Regions from separate parts of the Zea mays genome. Here region 1 is linked to region 2. A link is a contact called in public Hi-C data. All regions are on one chromosome and are shown on one strand. Each heading gives the region's core, a stretch centred on a gene start, on an enhancer-like site or on the middle of the called end of the contact. The rest is flanking DNA. Distances are from core to core; before and after follow the strand shown.

Region 1 (4,380 bases), core at 1,353-3,852, 240 kb before region 2:
GCCCGGGCCCGGCGCGACCATGCGCAGGCCGTGGTAGGCGTCGGCCACGTAGAGCTCCCCCGTGTCGGGGTTGAACTTGAGGCCCAACGGGCGCCCGCACTCGTGCTCGCGCCCCGGGTCCTGGGAGCCCCTGCAGCTGTCCAGCCTGCATGCACACAATTGCACACGTACTCATGCAGTTTTTCAAGAAACAATGACGGCTATATTTCCCGTTTAACCTAATTTATTCTATATATGGCTAAACGTCCACGCAAAAAGGCTACATCCATTTCTAGGGTCTAAGGATTTAGATGCATACATACGGGTAGTTATTAGTTGGAGCTAAAAATTAGAGGACGTTTCAAGCACCAGACCTAATAGTTAGTTGACTAAAAAAATTGTTAGTGAAATTAGCTAACTAACCAACTACTACATTCCTTCACAAATATACGACATCGTTGACTTTTTTCAAAAAAAAAATGGCCACTCGTCTTGTTCAAAATATTTATTAAAAATATAAAAATTTTAAGTCAAACATAGACTACCTTAAATAATAAAAAAAGTCACAACAAAATAAATGATAACTCTTATTTTTTTATTAAAATGAGTGGTTAATTTTTTTAAAAAAAGTCAACGGTGTCATATATTTGTGAACGGAAGGAGTATTAGATAATTTTTTTTAATTAGACTGTACTTAATATTTATAACTAACATGACTAAAAATTATTGACCTGCATCCAAACACCCCCAAATAGAAGGGGAATAAGATGTCGCGATCAGCAGTGCTTTATACATGCGCCATTTTCGTGAGCTCGACGGCCCGCGCGCATGGCGTGCAACAGAGAGCTCCCACGATGGACGGGGACAGGAGACAAGAGACAACATGACATCCCCAACCAATAACCTGCGCGTTGGTTCCTATCAGTTTCACCATTACTTGGACGGCGGCGGGCGGCACACAACCGTCAGCCTTGAACCGTACGCAGAGCTCTCTGGTTGGTTGGGGACGAGCAGAGTCTCTCGCGAGAAGCTAGCTACCACAACAACATACATGGGCACATGGCGGCGCGTGGAACGAACGGACGGTGGTCACGCGGAGAGGACGGCGGCAGCGAAACTTACAGGTCTGCGCGCGGAGCAGGAGTGCTCGGCCCAGCGCCGCTCCGCCGGCACCCAAGCACCCGGCCGTCCGACACGCCCGTGAACGGGGGCCGCCCTCACCGCCGTCACCGTACCCACCGGCGAACACGAGGCTCTCTGGCCCCGCGGCGCCGTCCAGCGGCAGCAGCTCAGCGTCGCCGATCTCCAGCAGCCTGACGTCGCCGCTCGAGTCCAGCGACGGCAGCACTTGTTCTCCTTCCTCTGCTCTGCTCTGCTACCTTCACTTCGCCACTTGAATGCCCTGCCATGTGTGTGAGCGTGTCTCCCAGCCTCGCTCCACGTTTTAGCTGCGCTCCTCCATGGCGGCCGGCCGGCGCACGGCGTTCGCCATCGAGGGCACAATCATACGCCGTACAAACCGTGGGGTGTCCACGGTGAGTCCAGAGTCCAGACGAACCGAGCACCGTCCTGGTAGCTGTTGACGCATGGCCGGCCGCCTGTTCCAGACTCTGGCGATGCGTGGTGCCTGCCGCGGATGCGACGACGACGGGCGATGGGGATCGCGCGCGTGAGGACATAGGCGATGGGGATTGCGGTGCTTGGCCGGACGCGGGAGGAGCCGTCGCGGCCACTGCTCGGTGCTCCGTTCGCTCGGCGCGAGTGCAACGACAGGCTTGCACCGGCACGGCACCGTCTGGCCTGCTCTGCTAGTGCTAGCTGCTGCACCACACCACACGACCACACCACACGTGACGACGCATGCAGCTTGCATGGGACGCGGACGCGGTGATGGGCGTCAATGGATAGGTCGACCGTCGACGTCGCACTCGCACCCACCCGGCGGGCCCTGACACGGCGCACCGAACCAAAGCCTGCGGTGCGCAGGCGATCGACCAAGACCAAAGCGGGAGCATAGCAGAAAGCAGATCATGATCGCGAGGAAGAAGAACCGGATTGCACATGCGCGCGTCATGCATGCAAGGAAAACCAGACTGCTGGCAAGGCGTACGTACAGTTCGGGCGCGCAGGAGGCCGAGTGCTCTTCCCAGCGCCGCTCGCCGGGGACCCACCGGAGGACGCGGCCGTCCGACACGCCCGCGTACGGGCCGCCGCCGGCCGGGTCGAACGCCAGGCTCTCGGGCCCCGCGGCGCCGGCGTCCACGGGGACCAACTCGACACGGCCTTCCCCGCCGCCAATCTCCAGCACCGCGACGTCGCGCAGCGCGTCCGGGGAGGACAGGAGCGCGGCGACCATCGCCGCCGCCGCCACCGCAACGACGGCCGCGCCCGCGAGCACGGCCATCTTCATCCGCTAGGCGCGTGCACCGAGCCCGGCCGATCGGTGCTCCGCTCCTCCGTCCAGCGGCAAGCGCGAGTGCGTGCGACGCCGATGCCGCGCTGCGTGCTATACACGTATGGTCGCGTGGCGTGGCGTCCACAGAAACTCGATGAGGGTTCAGAGGTTTACGGGAGGGGAGGGGAGGGGGAGCCGAAACGGAAGCGGCCCCGGGGCGTGAGCGCGACGACGTCGTGCTCGTTTTCCTCCACGGATGGCCCGGACTGGCGGTTTGTTGGCGTGTCGATCGGGAGCGTGTCGCGGTGGTGGCGGCGTGTGGGCCGTGGCGCAGGCGCCGTTCCTCCTCCCGTGCGGAAAACGCGGGCAGAGGACGCCATCGTGCCCGGCCCGGGCCTGGCGACCCGCACGGGAAAGCAGATAGCCTAGTAGGCCCACGTCGTACGACCACCAGCGTGGACTGGCCTACTACCGTCACATATCTCCATGTCAGTTCAAAATTTATTTGATTATATAATCTGATAGATTATAATTTCAAATAAACATCAAGTACTAACCCATCGCTAAATAATAATACAGTATCATATCTCCTTTTTTAAAAAGAAAACACCGCTCAAGTACAACACAACGCAAGAGACAAGATTTTATTTGGCACATGTCAACTTCATCGATGGTTGGCGGAGCGATAGAGAGGCCACACGCACAGCCTAGCCACCTATCCCAACACTCTATTAGATGCCATGTTTCATGCACATATGTTTTTTAAACAAAAACGTTTACAGGTACTCCCTCCGCTCATAAATATATGATACCGTTAACTTTTTTAAGAAAAAACTTTGATCACTAGTCTTATTTTAAAAAATAATAAGTTATTATTTATTTTTGGTATTATTTTTGTTGGGGACATATCTGGTGCACATAGAAGACTGGTGCACATGATACACATATTAAATAATCATCACTCATTTTAGATCTAACGTCTCTAGTTGATTATTCAATTTACAAATAACACCTTCCACCACTACACACCACCACGTTGAAGGGTGTCTTTAGTAAAATGTACCAAACAACTAGAGACGTTAAATCTAAAATGAATGGTGACGATTTAATATGTGCATCAATGTTCCATGTGCACCAGATATGTTGCCTTATTTGTTTCATCACTTAAAGTAGTTTGATCTTGACTTAAAATTTTATGTTTTTGAATAAATATTTTGAATAAAACGAGTGGTCAAAGTTTTTTTTTAAAGTCAACAATGTTATATATTTGTAAACGGAGATAGTACAAAGCATATACAATCGGATATGATGCACACGTATATATGAGCTCCCTCTGAGTGAAGAATGGTTTCTATCATATACGGTATATTTCTTCTCTATGAAGTGTATTTGAAAAGGTATATATTTTTTTCACGTGAGCTTAGAGATACGATTTATACATAGTTTGTAAAGCGTGATGAAATTTACATCTTTAGTGCTAGTTTGGAAACCTCATTTTTCCGAGAGATTTCTATTTTTCAAGAAAAATTAGTTTATTTTTCCCTAGGAAAATATGAATGACTTGGGAAAATGAAGTTATGAAACAAACCTTTATAGTTTTTTTTTATGTACGGTTGTTTTGGTACTAAATCAATTGATACGATTATGTTTTTTTATTAGAGCAATTATCTGTATGCCACTTTAATGTTATTATCCCGTACCTTATTTTCCGTCACAATTGTCTAATCCCTCATATATTGCCAGGATATAATTTTTGCCCATTTTATACAATATCTAGTTGGCCCAACTCAAGGAAGGGTCACTGATCCAAAGTCTCTGTGTAAACCGTACAGTGGCCATCCAAAGTCTCTGTGTGGGCCGGCCCATTGCTAAACACCCAGTCCAAAACGTGTGAAGTGGCCAACGTTGCTTCTCGTCGTTCTCGTATAAGCGCAAGTCTTGGATTGTTATTCCGATGCGCTGTGTCTAGCACATGAACCACATACCTATAGTATACTTTTATTCAT
Region 2 (4,534 bases), core at 303-2,802:
CGAAGATGATGTGTTGCTCATCGGGCTCGCCGGAGTTGTCCCACGACAGATGCGACGAGTGCGGCGGCGGCGGCATCCCCGGAGCCATATTAGATAGTTTAACATTTCTATATTTTAACATTTTTCCAACCACACTAGAACTCGTATTCTCACATAGTACATATATATATCTTTTCATTGATGCAGCGATATTTTCTAGTAACTACTACATGTCCAGAGAGATGGATTGTTAGAGTGGATTCGGTGTAGATGTCTGTTCTTGCGAGTATATATATACTGAGTCGTGTGAGTCAGTGAGTGTGGTAAACCGGAGGAGGCAGTAGGAGCGGCCACGGCATCTGCACCGGCGCCGCCACGAGCTGTGGCAGCCTGCTGCTCCTGCTCCCACTCCCAGAAGAAGAAGCAGAGGCAGAGCCCCGGGAAGGCCACGGCCGCCACGCGGAGACCGAGTAGAGAGGGCGCCCGCGGCGGCACAGGAGGAGGCAACCTCCGACACCTCTGGTCTCGTACCCCCGCAGCCCGCACCTGCGCAGCGCCGCGTCCGCCTCCATCTTGGCCACGTAGCTGAGCGGCACGCCGGCGAACCCGGCGCCGGCCATGCGCGCGGCCCACTGGTGCAGCCGCTCGTGCCGCTCGCGCCGCTCGGGCCCGTCCCGCGCCAGCACGTCCCGGACCTCCTCCCAGAGCAGGACGCGCTCCACCGCCGCCCGCTCCTCGCCCGCCGCGCCCGCCGCGTCGTCCAGGGCCTCGAACACCGCCGCGTAGTGCTGCAGCGCCTCCTCGAACCGCGCCGCGAGCCCGCCGGCCACGTTGTCGCCGGCGTCCTGCTCCATCACGCACACCACCTTGGGCGACGCCGCGCGCGCCGCCGACAGGAAGCCCGCCAAAGGTGGCAGCAGCGCCGGCCGCGGGACGGCGGTCCACTGCGGGTGCGGCGACGACGACGACGACGCCTGTGCAGCGAACGGCGTCGTCGGGCTGGGGTCGGGGAGGCTCGTCTTGGCGGTCTCCGGGGGGCAGTAGTAGCACGCGACGTCGCCCGGAGGGTAGCATGAGCACGACGACGCCGCTCTTGGGCCAACACTCGGTCCGGTTCCAACAGCCGCGGCGGCCAGCTGCTGCTGGGTGTCGGTGTCGTCAACCGCGAGGAGGCGGTGCATCTGGAGGGCGCAGCTGAAGGCGCGCGCGTCGCCGGACCGCATGGCGAGGGCGTGGTGCAGGTCGCCGAGGTCCAGGGTCTCGAGCCGGCCCAGGACGGGGTGGAACGAGAACGCCATGTCCAGCGCCTCGGCTTCCCTGCGGAGCAGCGCCGCCGTGTGGGCCAGGAAGGCCTCGTCGTCGTGGACCATGGTGATACGGAGCTGCGGCGCCCCGCCCGGGCGGCCGTGGAAGGCGCGCATGAGCTTGAGCCATTGCCAGGGGTGAGCCGCCGGACCGGACAGGTCGATTACGTGCACGAACTGTGATCAAAGCAACGAAGCGAAATAGATGAAACATGGAGGGGAAAATGTAAATTTACTATTCATAAAATGAACATCCTTCTTGTTTTTTTAATAGATCGTGAATATTTTCGGGCCTAGTAACTCTAACGACCATTGCTATGGTGCAGGTGCGTGAAAGAGGCGAGGTTGGCGCGGAGATAGGGAACGCGACAAGGGCTACGTAATTTTGGCTATTCCTCCGTTGTCATTTATAATTTGTTTGAATGTTTACACTAAATTTTAAAAATATAATTATATTTAACTTTAATGTGACACCTCCATCTCAAAATATCAATCATTTTAACTCTTAATTTGTATGTCTATGTTTAAATGGATGATGATGATGAATACACATATAAAACAAATATTTTAATTATTGTATAAAATAATTAAAATGTAAAATGAATTTTATTTTAGGATGCAGGGAGTATTATTTATAATATACTTTAAAATATATTTTAAGTGTGACTTTAATTTTTTTTATTTTTTAATAAGATATGTTTGTAAACTTGATAAAAAGTGTAATATTACAACTCGCTAGCTGAAGGAGAACGAGCGACCGAATAAGCTATAAAAAAGGATCGGTTTGTTCTTTTTTACATATACCTTTCTCGATCTTTCAGCTATATATATAAAGTATAATATTTATTTTTATCAGTTTGATATCTGATATATGAACCATATATTCACTTTAATTTAAATTTATTTTTTATCGGTATATCAAATACGGTTTTTCGTCGTCGCAGTACACATGTCCATTGTACTAGTTTAACTCTAGTTGAGACTAATAACCTGAATTGAAGGTCGTTTCTCTGCCGGTGAAATATAGGTTGTATTTTAAATTTGCAAGAGGAGCTAGTTTTCTAACTCCAATTCCAGCGTACGGGTTCCTTTGGCCATATATATAGCACGAAAATTGTCTGCATCAAATCGTTACCGGGATTGAAAAAGAAACACATTTTAATCAGTCTGAAACGGACGACAGAATGCTTGGGAGAATCGGAATTCTGAAGTACAGTATATCGTATGACCTTTTCGTTCTCCATGGCGTCTAGGATGGCTCGGTTGATGGCGACGAAGGCCACCCTGAGCGCGGGCAGGAGCTTAAAGAAGGCGCAGCGGGCCGCGCGGACGGACTGGCGGTCGAAGTAGTCGCCGCACGAGTCGATGAGCGCGCCGCTGATGCCCCTGCCGGTGAAGCTGCCGATGAGGCGGCGCACCAGGCCGTCCGCCATGATCCTGGCCAGCCGCTGCGGCGGCCCGTCGCCCAGGGAGGCGAGCGCCGACACGCGCGCGAAGCAGCGGTTGGCGCCGCCGTCGAAGCGGCCGGCCGCGACGTGGGCCACGCACTCGCGCAGGGCCGCGGCCAGCTCGGCGTCGGCGTGGGACTGGGACGACTGGGGCTGGGACTGGGAGGCGTCGGCGGCGTGCATGGCTGCGCCGCCTACGGACGAGCGAGCAAAGGGGCAAAGGGCCAGTGAAGGCCTTGGAGGCTAGTGGGTGTCTGAGTTGTGAACTTGGGATCAGGCCTCTCCCGTTGTCGGCCGCGCGCCATTTATAGACGACTCCACTCGAGTACTACAAGGTCTGTAAAGCGTTTTCAATAATTTTTTTTTAAAAAAAAACTCTCACCGGTTTCAGTTTCCCGACAAAAAAAGCTAAAACCTAGAAAAACCGCACAGTTTGACATTTTAAACTTAAAAATTCAAAAAACGGTTACCAACCGGCGAAACTGTCCCACAGAAACCACCAAACTCTACCAAGAAACCAGTTTTCGTTGTTTTTCAAAAAAAACCAACCGGTTTATATTTTCAAATTCAAATAAAATGTTTTTGAAGATTTCTCGGCGAGAAACCGGTATTTTTTTTACCTTTTTTGTGTTTTAATAAAAAACACGAATTAATTTTAAAAATAAAATGAGATATACCAAAAGAATAGTTTTTTTATTATACTCTCTCCATCTACAAATATTTGTCGCTATAGTATTCATGCGGGTCAAACTTTCTTATGTTTAACTAGATTTATAGAATATATAGCCATTTGTATCTTCGAATATTTTATATATCCAAATATCTATCGAATGATACTAATTTTATATTATAAGTATTAAAGTTAAAATTGATTAACTCCCGGAAATAATCAATATTTATGGACGGATGAAGTAATTTTTTTAAATTTATAAAAAAACATTTATGAATTTTAAATAAAATAAATAAATAGCTCAAAACTATTCTGGGCCAGTCCGGTTTCAATAAACCGGACGGTTTACTGGGGTTTCCCGCCGATTTTGTTAACCCTCCTCCCCTCACATGGTCTGGTGCATGACAGTATGACACTTACACCATCTACATGAGTAACCATAACTACTCTCTTTCAAAATAGTTATCGTTATTAGCAATATTTATATTTAAATGTTAATATAGAATTTAAAATTATGTATAATAATAATTTTAAACGTGCACTATGAATATATATATATATATATATGTTTAATTTGAAAACAATTTATTTAAAAAAGGGCATAATAATAATAACTATTTTAGAAAACATGGACGACAATTATTTTAAGGACATATATAGTGGAGAGACATTAAAACGGTTCTTCAAGCATAAGAGATAATTAAAAGACTATATTTACAATTGAGTGTCTATAAATGTAGTCTATTAATAAATATAGAAGTAAATGTGTTTGTACACCATCGGATCGATAGAACAGACGACGAATTCATACAGTGAAAAGTAAAAAGTCTGTTGCTACTTGGTTACGCGAGCCAGAGACGTCTTTTAACAGAGAGACGTCTTCAAAAAAAATTATAAATACCCTCGTTGGACACCTTAAAAACCATCTATATTAAACATTATACTCCATACATGCCCTAAGATGAAAAGAGTAGGATGTGGAGGAGTCCACAAGGGCTGTTCATGGATGCATGCATGGGCGCCATTCGGGATGCTCTAACTTGAGGCTAAGGAGGCATTACAAAACTAACTTTAGACGGAGAAAAAAATTAGACAAACTATGAAAAGTTAGGGGCGATACAAACACGCCGGTA

What was found. A called contact is a pair of places that touch in the nucleus more often than the background predicts.
Region 1: a contact with region 2 is called in a Hi-C map of tassel, with 5 times the contacts expected there. The contact joins the promoter of LOC100194175 here to the promoter of LOC100501406 in region 2. A contact is called at or near these places in 3 of 25 Hi-C or Micro-C datasets (ear, leaf and tassel).

What each region holds. Positions count from the first base shown.
Region 1 is chr4:192,685,102-192,689,481 of Zm-B73-REFERENCE-NAM-5.0, reverse strand. It overlaps LOC100194175 (Strictosidine synthase 3), which reads right to left and starts at 2,602. Exons shown (of 2, transcript NM_001139223.1): 1 at 2,094-2,602; 2 at 1-145. The coding sequence starts at 2,389.
Region 2 is chr4:192,444,652-192,449,185 of Zm-B73-REFERENCE-NAM-5.0, reverse strand. LOC100501406 reads right to left here and starts at 1,552. Exons shown (of 1, transcript NM_001196131.1): 1 at 215-1,552. The coding sequence starts at 1,400. The coding sequence ends at 291.